2 separate regions of the Anas platyrhynchos genome follow, and region 1 is linked to region 2. A link is a contact called in public Hi-C data. All regions are on one chromosome and are shown on one strand. The core of a region is the stretch at or near the end of the contact, and the rest is flanking DNA. Distances in the headings are between cores, read along the strand shown. Region 1 holds the start of FUT7 (fucosyltransferase 7). Region 2 overlaps SAPCD2 (suppressor APC domain containing 2).

Evidence for each region. A called contact is a pair of places that touch in the nucleus more often than the background predicts.
Region 1: a Hi-C map of skeletal muscle shows a contact between it and region 2, with 5 times the contacts expected there. The contact joins the promoter of FUT7 here to the enhancer-like site in region 2. A contact is called at or near these places in 2 of 8 Hi-C or Micro-C datasets (skeletal muscle and subcutaneous adipose tissue).

The regions. Positions count from the first base shown.
Region 1 is chr18:3,002,446-3,009,152 of IASCAAS_PekinDuck_T2T, reverse strand. FUT7 (fucosyltransferase 7) reads right to left here and starts at 5,140. Exons shown (of 2, transcript XM_005014795.6): 1 at 4,985-5,140; 2 at 1,150-2,739. The coding sequence starts at 2,660. The coding sequence ends at 1,617.
Region 2 is chr18:2,891,194-2,897,896 of IASCAAS_PekinDuck_T2T, reverse strand. It overlaps SAPCD2 (suppressor APC domain containing 2), which reads right to left. Exons shown (of 5, transcript XM_072025274.1): 2 at 2,722-2,855. Among named protein-coding and RNA genes, the nearest start is that of SAPCD2, 8.3 kb to the right of the region's middle. Within about 2 kb of position 1,931, at least 4 of the 8 cell types and tissues checked have an H3K27ac peak or open chromatin away from gene starts, as enhancers often do.

The sequences.
Region 1 (6,707 bases), core at 3,891-6,390, 110 kb before region 2:
CACACACTGCAAGCAGGATTGTCCCCTCTGCTGTGGGTTATCACCCATGCGACCAGGTCCAGTGGGTGGCCGGCAGCTTGCTGGGTGCTGCTGGGCAGGGTGGTGGGGCTCAGGCTGTGAAGTCTTGGGGGCTGCAGTGAGGAAAACTGGGCAAAATGTATGACAAAATGAGTCCCTGGTAACGGGGAGGTAAATGACTTGAGGAGACATGGTGAGGTTTGGGTCTGCACAGAAAGTGAGGCAAGGATGGAGCAGTCACATTCCTGCCCAGTTCTGTTGCCTAGCCCCAATGTCTGCTGCCAGTCCCAGATGGGTGCTTCCCCATGGCGTGCCTAGGGGCTGCCCATGCCCAGGGTGCCGGGTACCCACAGAGCAGGATGCCCTTTGCATGGTCAGGAGTGTGTGGCACAGGGTGCAGAGTGGGCAGGGTCCTCAAAAGTGCAGTGTCCACAGGGCAGGGTGCTTTCAGTGCAAGGTGCCCACAATGCAGGGGGTGTGTGCTAGCAGGGGGCCCGCAGTGCAGGATGCTCTTGAGTTAGGGTGCCTGCAGTGCAGGGAGCTTCCCAGGCAGTGTATGTGTGCTGCAGGGTGCCCACAGTGCAGGCTGCTTGCCATGCAGTGACCACAGAGGGGGGTGAACACAGTGCAGAGTGGGATGCTCTTGGTGTGGGGGTGCCCAGGGCACGTGGTGTGTGCATGGCACGGGGTGTGTGGGGGCTGGCAGTGCCAAGGACACTGGTGTGGGGTGTTTGCTCTTGGCTTGCTGCAAAGTTCAGGACAGCACCATCTCAACAGCTTCCTGTCGCAGCAGTACATACAGCCGGCAGTGCAAAACCACAGTCATCCTGCTCTGACTCGGCCTTGCACTGAGCAGGCTGTGATTGCTCTTGAGAGCATCCGGTGTCCTGCCAGCACAGGGACACCAGCGGCAAGAGAGCAGGGGCAGGGGAAATGGGTTCTGCAGGGCTGTGCCAGCACGGAGGCTGTGGGAGCTGGTGTGATGTGTGAGCTGCTTGTCCTTGGCTACAGGATGCTGGGTCCCTGGCAGGATGCAGCCTCTTGCCCTGAGGTCTCAGGGGACTATGTCTCTCCCATCCCTCCTCCCTCTCAACGCCCTCCCCCCCAAAGCTGCAGTCACCCAGCCAGAAACATTGCCAAGGGCCTCTGCCACCACGGGTTTACTGTCCAGGTACTGGGGGGGGGGAAGGGGGGCACAGCATGATTACAAGGGCATGAGGAGGAAAGGAAGGTTGGGGAGCTGCTGGTTCCTGCTGTCCTTGCCTGCCCTCAGCCCTTCCCAGGCCCTGACAGATGGGCCAAGCCTCTGAAAAGCTGTGTCATTTATTTCCAAAGCACCCTCTGGTTATTCCAGCACCATAGCGGGGTAGGTCAGTATGGGGGGATAGTCACATTTTGCAGGAAGCTAAATCACACAGAGTTGCTCAAGGTAACAGTGAGGCAACAACAGGGCGAGTATTAGAGGTCTCACATCCCTCCCTGCACAGCATCCTGTTCTGTCGCAGGGTGCCCCACACTCCTCCCACTTCTATATTCTGCACAAATGCATCCCTGATGTCTGGCAGTGCTGAGTGCCCTCAGCACGTGTCAGCTCTTCACTAGGAGTTGAACCAGCTCTCCAGGTTGGGATAGACACGGCCTTGGGGCAGGCTGGGGTACATGGCACAGATGGTACAAATGCGCTCCCTCCAGTCTGCATAGAGCTTCACACTGTACTTCTTCTGCCATACGAAGAACTGCTGGTAACGGCTGGAGTTCATGGTCTTCAGGAAGGTGGCCAGCTCTGCCAGGGAACTAAAGTCATCAACGTGAATAAATGAATCCGCGGGGATGAACTGCTCGTAGTTGGCCCGGGCAGGCCCCAGCACCACAGGCACAGTGCCAGCCATCAGGGAGTTCCTCCAGAGCTTCTCAGTGATGTAGTCCTGGTGGATGGAGTTCTCGAAGGCCAAGTAAAACTTGGACTTGGATGTCGTTGGCAAAAGGCAGTCTTTGCAAAGCGGATTTTTGCTTGCCTTCCCATATATGTTCACATGGAGGTACCTGGACAGGTTCTTGTAGACTTCAGCTCTTTTCTGAGTCCTGTGATAGTTGCTAATAACCCAAGATACCAAGTTGGTCTTCATGGGGATGTTCATGGTGGCTGACCGGTTGGGCACAAGCTTGCCATAGGGAATGAAGATGTCTGAGTCTCGTCTGTAGGTCATCACCCAGTTGAATGTCTGGTTCCATCCTGTTAATGCTTTAGTGTTTGTGGGGGACTCCAGGGAGACCCACACCCAGTTCTGCCCTGGTGGCTTCTCCCGGGGCAGCTTGTCCCTGCCCTGCTGGAGCCTGGTGTGAGGAAACACCACCACATCTGCCCGGTGCAGGAGCTGCTGCTCCATGGTGAGCCAGCATCCCTCAATGCTGTACAGCTCATAACAAATGTCCCCACTGATGTTTGGGACCTGATTTGAAGGCCATTCCCACACTAGGACCACCAGTGGCTTAGTGTGCTTGGGGGCTTTACCAGAGATGTTAGATGAGTTGATGAAGCACTTCAGGTTCCAGAGCATGGTGACAAGCAACCCAGCAGTGACCACTGCCTTCATACTGGGCCGGCCCCATGGCAGCCGTGGCAGTGGTGATGCCCGGGACATGCTGCCGGTGCTCAGCAGGGCTGGCTGTCACCTTGGTAGTGTCACCTTCTTGGTGGTGTCACCTCCTTGGAGGCTGTGCCTGGGACAGAAGAAGCCAGCAAGGGCCATCAGCTCAGCTTGCCCAGCCACCTGGCTGGCAGAAGCATGGAGGAACGAGGAGATGCTGGGGCTGGAGTGGCTGGAGAAAAACTTTGCACTTCCTCCATGGCACCCAAACCCCACAGGGCTCAGGCACAGGAGGAGCCCCCAGGCCCCAGTATACCTCTGCCCACCCTGCAGGGTCCCACCCATGCACCCGCTGCCACAACCCAGCAGGGATCCCTGGCCTGGGGCAGGCTGGAGATGTTGGCAGCACCTCTGCCAAGCAAGGGGATGGTTGCATGCCATCCCAGGTGCCACAGAGGGACCCACAGCTTTCACCATGTGGATTCCATTTTTTTTTCTGGGCCTTTTTTTTTTTTTTTCTTCATTTTGTGTTGTCTTTTAAGCTCAGAAAATCCCATATGTAACAGATAAAAGGACTTTTCCTGAGGCTACCTGTCAGGGTAGGAAGAGGCAGGAGCTGTTGCAGCCCTGTCACACCAAGCTGGTGCTGTCATTTGCATCGGTGTCATTTGCATCACGCTCCCTCATGTGTTCCCCAGTGACCCCAGTCTCTAGGGGCAAGCAGTGCTATTGCTGAAGGAGATGGGGAGGGAGTACAGAGCCAACAGTCAGCAGCCACCTGTCCCCATGTCACAACTGATGAACACTACTCCCAATTGCATGCACAAGGGATGCTTTCCTTGTCACTTGCTCTGTGCCTCAGTTTCCCCATCTGACAAAGAGGCACAGTCCCATTCCACACTTCTCGCTTTGCCTGGGGGGGCATTTTGAGCTTGAAATGCAGCCAGCCTTGCCACAGCAAAGCCTGGGAGGAACATGTGGTTCTTTCTGGGGGGCTGCAAGTTGGGGCCACATGCCAAAGAGTGAGGGAGTACCCCGAGTCCTGCCTCACAGCTGGCTGGGAGTCACTGCAGGAAATGCTGTGAACACACACCCCAGAGCAACGCTCCGTCCCTGAACCCACTCATGGATCAGCCATTGGGGTGTCCTTGGGAGCAATCAGGAAGTCCCAAACCCCACCCAGGGCCAGATCAGGGTCCTGCCTGAAACGTGCCTCGCTTGTCCCAGCACCCTCCTGCAGTGATGGCAGGGCTCCTACCTGGCTTGGAGTGCTCTCCCTGGGCTTGGGGTGCTCTCCCCAGCCATGAAGGTCTGGGAGCTGGTTGTCTTGGCACCGCATATACCCGTACTTTATTTTCAGGTGCCCCAGGTTTCCAGTCCCCGGCAGGCAGGGCAGAGAGGCATTTGGCTCCCCCACAGCTGGGCTGCTGTAGGTCTCCAGCTGGCGGGGCTCAGCCTGTAGGCATGTGGGAACCCCAGTCAACCACCATCCAGCATGAGATGCGCATTTACACCTTCGTTCACTCCACTGCAGTGCCCTTCTGCCCGTGTCTGGCCTTGACAAAGGTTCTGCTTCTTAACTGAGTCAGAGTTGCTCGCTGGAAAGCAGCAGGAGCAGATGGGGGGGAAGGGGGGGGCGACATTCAGCTGCACCAGCTGCCAGCAACCAGCTCAAAACCCCATGAGTGCTGGTCCCAAGGACTGCACGGCTGGACACTGCCTGATTTTTTTTTCCCGTGCTTTGGCAATGCTGGGTGGCCGGGCATGGAATGGGCTGCAGGGCACAGCCCCGGGTGTACAGGGAGCTCCCTCTCAGCTCCTTTCCCTATCCATTTGGCTGTTTGCATTTCTGCATGTGTTGCAGCCAAATTTTTGGCAGGTCACCCACAGTGTTCAGCACAAAAGACAGTTTCCCTTTCAAGGTAACCTCTGAAAGCAAATTAGATGCCCCAGCCCAACAGCCAGGCAGGGGGTGCTGGTTTCTCTGTGATTTTGGAGGCTTGTGGAAGGTGTTGTCCTGCTTTTCCAGCTGATTTGCAGCAGCTTTACTTTTTGCAAATCCCTTCCCTGCTCTGGCCTGCTCCGTCTGGCATGCTAAAATACATGAGCTAAGTTTAGGCTCCAGAAAAAAAAAAAAAAAATCATGTGAAGAGGGAAAAACAGCTCTGCCTGCTCCCTGCACTACGCATGAGGACACCGGTGCTTCGGGCCCCTTTGCCTGCCAGTCCCCAGCAGTGGGGACACTGCCCCACATTCAAAGATTGTTCTGGAAGGGCAGATCCTCAGGCTGGCAGCACCAGGAGCCAACCCGTTGCTTAGCCCCCCTCTCCCCATGTTGTACAGCAGTGCTGGCATGTGGGCTCAGCCTGCAGACTTACTGTGGAATGGACTGCAGCTCGGCACGGTGTGGCGCGGCACAGCACAGCGCAGCACGGCACAGACAGGGCTGGTGACTGCCCACGCAGGTACTCTGGGGCAGCTGCTGGTTCTGGGCTGGAGTACTTAGGGCTTCCTCTTTTCTGTGGTTTTGCTTTGTCCCAGCCCCCAGGCAGGTCCTTCCTGCTGCTGTCAAAGTACACTGAGCACTTCCCCTGTGCCATGTGGGTGGCAATATCACCCACAGCTGGGTGCCCCATGGCTGGGTTCTTTCTCACATGGCTGGGGGGGTGCCCCATGCCAGGATGGGCTCCTGTTGCACAGTGCATGTCCCGTGCTGCCCCATGGCCGTGTGCTACACCCTGGTAGATATTTGCAGATCTCTCTGTGCCTACACATCTTGACCTATGTCCTTGTGTTTTCTCCAGACTCTCTGGCAGGACCGTAGCTCCTTGTGGAAGAGACAGGTAGCCCTGTGTGGGGTTTCAGTTCCCCAAAGGGATTTCCAAGGGGTCATCTTTGAAAGCAAGCACAAATCATATCTCATGTCTGCCGAGCACCTCTCCCATCCCAGCTGCTAGCCAGAACTCCAATGCCCCAGATGAGCTGTGGCTTTTCCTGGTACCTGCCCCTGTTTTGGGGTTTGCCCAATGTCTCTATGTCCCTGCACTGGGACTCATCAGTGCTCTCCACCATGTGGATAGAAGGAGCACGGGTGCCCTCAGAAGCAAGCAGGCACTTCTGCACTTGCAGAAGCAAGCCCACACTGGCCACCTTCTCCAGGCAGGTCCCCAGGTCTCCCACCCCCTGGCATGTCTTCTCTAGCCCTGTGGCAGAGGAGTGCAAGGGGACAGAGATGGGTCACAGGGTGATACCAAGGAGGGGACAGCAGGGAAAGACCCCCAGTCTGGTCTGAGCCCTGCCACCCAGCCCCGTCCTCGGGCATGAGCAACGTGGAGCAGGATGTAGGCAGGGTCTGGTACCCAGCAGGCTGCCTTGGCCACTGTGCTCCTGCCCGCAGCTGCCTGCCGGAGTAGTGCCCATGCAGAGCATGGCAGGGAGGGAGGCTGCAGGGGCTGGGCTGAGCCCATGGGCAGCTCTGCGGGCTGGCAGTTGCTGTGCCAAAGCACATCCTGCAAACACTGTTTTGCTGAGACCACTAGAACATTGTTACTATTATTTTGTTTACTCTTGAAAATCAGGATTGTCATGTCTGGCTGCAGGTTCCTGGCACACACAACTCTCTCCAAAATCACCCAGAAGCAGATGAAGAGCAAGATGCTCATTCATCTTGGAATAAACCTGCTGCTGCCTTTGCATTTTCTTCGGCCCATCACAGAGCCGAGAGGGTTATGAACAAGCCCAGAACGTTAGCCTGGCACCATGACCAGGATCACCTGTGCTGTGGCTGGGCTGGGGGCAATTCCCTCCTGGCCAGTGCTGGGAAGGAGCAGGTGTGTGTGTGTTGGGGGTTCAGCATGTGCAGACTCCTGCTCCAACCCAATGCCCTGCCTGCTCTGAGATGTGTGCAGGCAGGGCCCTGCCCTCAGCTTCCCCTGTGTGCCTCCTGTCTGCCACCCTGCAGCCAGGTTGAAAACAGGATGCCAGCCTGATTTTGGCTCCCACTGACTCATCTTGAAACTGTCAGCTAAAGCAACACCAGCAGCTCCTCTGTTCTGCCAAGCCTGGGCACCTGCCCTTGCTGGGATGTTTTCTGTCAAAGGA
Region 2 (6,703 bases), core at 682-3,181:
CTGCATGAAGTTCAACAAGGCCAAGTGCCGGGTCCTGCACCTGGGGCGCAATAACCCCAAGCAGGCTGGGAGATGAGTGGTTGGAGAGCTGCCAGGCAGAGAAGGACCTGGGAGTGATGGTGGATAGTCGGCTGAATATGAGCCAGCAGTGTGCTCAGGTGGCCAAGAAGGCCAACGGCATCCTGGCTTGTATCAGAAGCAGTGTGACCAGCAGGGCTAGGGAGGTGATTGTCCCCCTGTACTTGGCTCTGGTGAGGCCGCACCTCGAGTACTGTGTTCAGTTTTGGGCCCCTCGCTACAAGAAGGACATGGAGGTGCTCGAGCGGGTCCAGAGAAGGGCGATGAAGCTGGTGAGGGGCCTGGAGAACAAGTCTTACGAGGAGCGGCTGAAGGAGCTGGGCTTGTTCAGCCTGGAGAAAAGGAGGCTCAGGGGTGACCTTATTGCTCTTTACAGATACCTTAAAGGAGGCTGTAGCAAGGTGGGGGTTGGTCTGTTCTCCCACATGCCTGGTGACAGGACAAGGGGGAATGGGCTTAAGTTGCGCCAGGGGAGTTTTAGGTTGGATGTTAGGAAGAACTTCTTTACCGAGAGGGTTGTGAGGCATTGGAATGGGCTGCCCAGGGAAGTGGTGGAGTCACCATCCCTGGAAGTCTTTAAAAGACGTTTAGATGTAGAGCTTAGGGATATGGTTTAGTGGGGACTGTTAGCGTTAGGTCAGAGGTTGGACTTGATGATCTTGAGGTCTCTTCCAACCCAGAAATTCTGTGAATGGGCACAGCACATCTTGGTTGGTCACTGCCTGTGGTAGAAGGGGAGGGGAGAGTGCTTCTTCTCTGGGCTGCCTGCAAACAAAAGTGCTTGGCCTCTCACAGGTCTCATTCCAGCTATGCCAAGGACATGGGGAAATTGGATCAATCAATGGACACATTGAAAATAAAACAACAACAAAACCCACCGAACATCTGAGGAGTCACCAGCTGTCTATCATAAAGGGTCCTGGGGCTGCAGCACAGGCCCCACTCGTCTGCTTTGCTGAGGAGGATGAACAGGTCCTAGTGCGCCTATAGGACACACGATGGACAACAGTGCGTCCCCCCACCCCCGGTTTTAGGCAGATTAGCCTAATCACAGCTGTGTGCCTTGTCTTGCCAGATATCCTCCCTTCATCAGGGAGGAAGGGTAGCCAGGCAAGATCTCCACCCTGCATGCAGATTCAATTCTTGCTGGATTCAAACCTGTTCCAACTGTCTCTGCATACTCAGAAGTGGAATTGGTACCAAATACTTCTGCCCTGGTGCTTGGGAAGACTTCTCAACCCCCACAGTACAAGTGGAGGCATCCTATCTCTGGGAGGAGGAACATGTAAAGGCAGAGCAGCACTCAGATACACTAGAGATGGATGGATGGAAGAAAGGTAGAGCACCTGCATCCCACCTCCCACACAACTATGCACCATGGGGAAACAAAGGCAATGGCAACGCTAAAAGCAACAGCACTTGTGGCAGTGCTGGGAACAAACACCAGCCTTCAGCAAGACACCCTGGCCACCATCCCCTTCCTCATCAGCACCAGGCAGGACTTCACACTCACGGCAGTGATGACACCTCTGCTGCACTCCACCGTGGAGCCATGTGCACATGTGAGAGCCCTGCTAAGGGAGGAAGGGGGCATACCCTGTCAAAGCAGCAATGTCCAACCACCAGAAACCTGAGGACCAGAGGGACCCCTAATCCCAGGCAAACACATCCACATTTATTGCTCCATGTCAGCACCTCTCAGCAGAGACCCCCTCGGTCTGAGAGAGGAAGACCCAGCCCCTTGCATTGCTGTAAGCCCAACAAATCTTTTCCCATGCGTACATAAACTGCACCCTCCCCAGACTGGCCAGGCCGGGAATCAGAGCATGTTATGTTGCCCAAGGTCAGTGCAATGCTGTAATCAATGCTGCACAAGGACATGCATGCAGCCTGCTGGCCCTGCTCAGATCAGGGAGCTGGTGACACCAGGGTGCCAAAAGTGGAATTGCAGATGTGAGAGTCACGGCCTTGCCTGCAGCCCTCATGCCACAAGACAAAGCAAGAAAGACCAGATGATCACTCATCCTGCAGGCAAGGTCTTGGCTTGAGCTTGTGGGCAACATGCCCAGGCAGCTTCGCTATTCCACTTGGGAGCAGTGCGGATCCCTTGGTTTGGGCAAGCTGATCCAAACCTCTCCATTCAGGGACAGAGAGGGGAGCAGATCCCTTGATACTGGGCTTCCCAGGCAAATTCAGTTTAGATTTCTCTGCATTAATAGCAAAAATCTCTTGGGAGCCACAAGGATCAGCATGCTTGAGACCTGACCTACAAAGAACAGCTAGCAGAGGACACAGCACTGAGGCTCTGCGCAAGGCATGCTTGAAAAGCCCAGAGACCAATCTTCTCAGATGACTGCAGCACTGGGGCCTTCTCCTGTACCATAAGGTAAATTGTTGCCTTTCTCTACCCAAGTTTTTGCCCATGAAGACAGTGTTTGACTGCACAGGTGCCAACTCCATAGGCTGACATTGCTCCATGGGACACAGGGGAAACCATAACTTCTCTTTCTCTTGCACATTTCAGGACAGAAAACACCTTGGAAGTAACTGCAAGACCACAATGTACATCAATACAGCTTTATAACAGAAATCCTGCAGGGGCAGGCCCCTTGACTGCAGCCCAGGACAAGGCTGTTTTCTTACCATGCTAAAATCCACACCATTGGCGATAGTGTGTCTTCGGTGTTCTGCATGTCCCCTCTGATGTCTCCGAACGTCCCCAGTGCCTCCATGGCCACCATCTCCCTGGGACTGCCCAGCAGACTTAACATCAATACCTGTAACAGATGAAAGCATGAGAGCATCAGCTGCTTGCAACAAAACCTCCCCATGGCCCCTCTGTGGGGCAGTGCGTGGGGTAGCCCTGCAAGCAGGCAGGGCAGGCAGCAGCTGAGGAAGCACTGCACATAGCACCTGCTCACATCTTTGTGCAGGCAAGCCAGACCTCAGCAACAGCTTACTTTGTTATGCCAGGCCGGCAACAGACTTTGGTAATCATCTTCTGTAAAAAGCAGGCAACTTCTAGGCAATGCTGCTTCAGTTCCAGCACAATTAAACCATTACTGCCAACTCCAGTTTTCAGTCCAGTCTTCACGGGATCCCTGACTTCTGCTCAGGAAGCACAGGCCCTGCCATGCACTCACCTCCTCCTGAAGGCAGCTCCCGTTTGGTGACGGGCTCACACAGTTGCTCCCATTTGTACAAACAGTGGCAACCCAGCAGCATCAGAGAGAGTCAGGGATCAGCTCCTTCTCCAGTCACTTGTGGCAGCTCTCACAAGGGGCTTTCTTTGGAGGGGGCAGCCACTTAGAGCAGCTCTGGAGATGGTCATGGAGATCAGACCAACACATTTCAGAACAAATACACTTTCCTTCCCCACCCAGATATGTGCTTGGTGCTAAAGGGGGTGATGCATACCAGAAGCTGCATGCCTTTGGTCTAAACATACAACAATCTGGCTATAGGGTTACCAAATTTTTATCAAAATCCTAACATCCTATTTAGCAAAAGGCTGATGTACTACATACAAATTATGCTGGTCCAAATCCACACATAACCTATTTTTGCAGATTAAATTCACACTGGCAGATTTCAGGCTGGATCAGATGTCTCCTGCCCATGCTATATGCTTGTACACTAAAGCAGGTATTGGCTAAGCACCTTCTGAAATCAGCACAAGCCCTGTACTGCATGCCCTGGCTAACTTGCCAGAAAGACAGTCCTGCAGCCATGTCCCAGGCAGCTCAGCTCCATGTTTCTGGATGAGCTTAGAGCACTGCCCTGCTGCTGTGAACTGTGGTACCAGGGCACCAAGGTTGCTGTCACCACCCCTTCCAGACATGCCCAGGCAGCAAGCCTGCTGCACTCCCTCCTTGCTCCAGTCCCCTGCCGAGTCCCCAGCAGACCCTACCGTGTGCTCACCCCTCTCATTCTTGCTGCTCACCATGCTCTCTGATCACAGCTTTTTGCTTTCCCTGCTTTACCAAAAAAGAACCAGAAAATAGCAGCAGGGAAGTAGGCAAATGAAAGCAGGCAGCGAGGCAACTGGGCACATGCTGGCTCCCAGGCACCTGAGCAAACTGCCACAGGTTTAGCATGCTCTCCAGTGCAGATGGGCATGAAGGACTGGGAGTGGTGAGGCAGGATGCGTGGTGCTGCACATCCAGGCACACCACCTAGCTGCTGCACAAGCCTCCTCAGCAGAGCACACAGATGGGAAGGAAGAGAAATATAGGGCAGGAGAAGTGAGTGGAGACAGAAGTCACCATGAATCTCAAAGACAAGCTCGATTCACAGGAGGGAGCTGGAAGGCAGTGAGGTTGGGGAGAATCGCACCACACTGTGGGTGTCTGTGGTGCCACGTATCTATTAGTTCAGCAACAGGAGTTAGACTTGCACTCATAGCAGGCAGTGCCCCAACAGTGGCATGCTATGAAGTAACCTTGCTCAGCCTGTCACTTTGTGTCACTGAGGAGAGGGGCCATGATGGTATGGGAAAAATCCACCTGCTGGTTTATCACAGTGTCCCACTTGTCTTATCAGCAAGTGCTCCAGCAGAGACAGGTCTCTGGCATCTCACTAAGCACAAAGTCTTGATATTGCTCATTTATCTGTTTTGCCAACTGTCTTTAGTTTCATACACCCATATCATACACCCTGTGAGGGACAGCTAAAACAGCAAGACTGGCACAGCTATGCACATGTTCTCCTAGCAGACCTATAACACATCCTGATGGGGAAGCAGAAGAATAGTCCCAAAACTGAGAGTAGCTTTGATAAGCAGAATCCCAAAGCAAAACCAGAAGCACCTCTGGGAAGAGCTGCAGGGTAGAAACAACATGTTAAAACAGTTTTTGCTGCTGTTACCCAGAAGTGCTAGTATTGGGTCTGTGTTGCATGATAAAAGTGGAGCCCACAGGCTGATCTGAGCTGAAACTTCGACAAGAATGTGTTCACCAGTCAAACAAATGAGCTCTGTGCACCTGAGCTAACAACATAGTGACTAAAACAGAACCTCTGGTTATGAGTAAGGATCAGCCTTTCTAAGGTGCAGGAGAGGTCCTGCCTCCTCCCTCCCAGGCCACCTGAGCCAGGCCACCCTAGCCACAAAGGCTGCGCTGGTAGGAGGCAGTGCCCATAGACACTGCAGACCCCTTGGGCAAGGCACTTACCACCCCATATCATAATTCCTTGGCTCTCAGCAGGGATGAAAGCTTTTCCATAGGGAACCACAATGGTAAAGACCCCTAATGCTGAGACACCTGCTGCAGCAGACAACCTAAGAACCAGCAGCAAGGAGCTGTCATGGTGCCTTCTGTGCACAGTGACATCTCCAACATCAGCCTCACCATCCTCGGCGGCAGTTTGCACAGCAGTGCGTGTGGGCAGGGTGGGCTCAGGCAGGGCAGAGCATTCCCCCCCGCCCATAAGAACAACTCATCTAATGGCTGTTTGCCACTAGCTAGGCCGCAATGGTCTACACTAGGCAGAGAGCTCTCTCTAGAAAGTCTGCAACCACTCTGACTGACTGCCTGCTCAAAAATGCAGCAGTTCAGATCTCTGGATGCAGGGAGTGCCTGAGCCTGTTGCTGCCCTCTGAGGGAGGCAGATATACTGTGCATGTAAGGTGTGAGCAGGTGGATGACCTGGTCCGCCTGATGGCAGAGCTCAAGGAGGAGATGGAGAGGTTGAGGGCCACCAGGGAGTGTGAGAGGGAGACAGACTGGTGGGGCAACTCCCTGCAGGGCCTGAAGGAAAGGTACTGGGGTGGGACACCCCAAATGGGGGTGGACCCCCTGCCCTGTAGCAGTCGGGCAGAGGGAGGGGACCTGGGAGTTGAAGAGGAATGGAAACATGTCCCTGCTCAACCTCACGTGCAACACCCCCGTCCTACTGGCCCCACCTTCCCAGGTGCCCTTACGCAACAGGTTTGAGGCCCTGGAGCTTGAGAGACCGGTGGGTGAGGATGAGGTAGAAAGTGTACCCAGGAGGATGCCTAGGGCGAGGAAATTGACTCCACGCCTCAAAACTGCCTCCACCAAGAAAGACAGAAGGGTAGTTGTTGTTGGCGACTCCCTTCTCAGGCAGGAACATGATGAGGTTGAGGGTCTGGACAGTAGTACGAACCTGGGAAGCAACCCTGCAAAGTGTGTCAAGATTGGGGGAAGTACTGAGCATAGGGATTGGGGCCGGGCAGAGAACTGCATCACAACCCATGCCACAAAAATAGCATGTAGAGTCTTAGTGATTGGAAACTCCTTGCTGAGAGGCACTGAGGCTGCTATTTGCCACCCAGATAACCTATCCAGAGAGGTGTGCTGTCTTCCTGGGGTACGTGTCAGAGACGTTAGGAAGGTCCTGCCACAGCTCATTAAACCGAAGGATTACTATCCTCTTGTTGTCATTCAGGTAGGATCCCAGGAAGCTGCAACTATAAAAATATTAAAAAGGATTTTGCAACCCTGGGAAGATTGTTGAAGGGATCAGAGGTGCAGGTAGTGTTCTTCTCTGTCCTCCCTTTGGGTGACCAGGACCCAGAAAGAAGGAGAACGGGACGGCTGAGGGGGTGGTGTCTGGACTAAGGATTTGGGTATTTCGATCTCGGGCAGCCCTTTGAGAAGCCAGG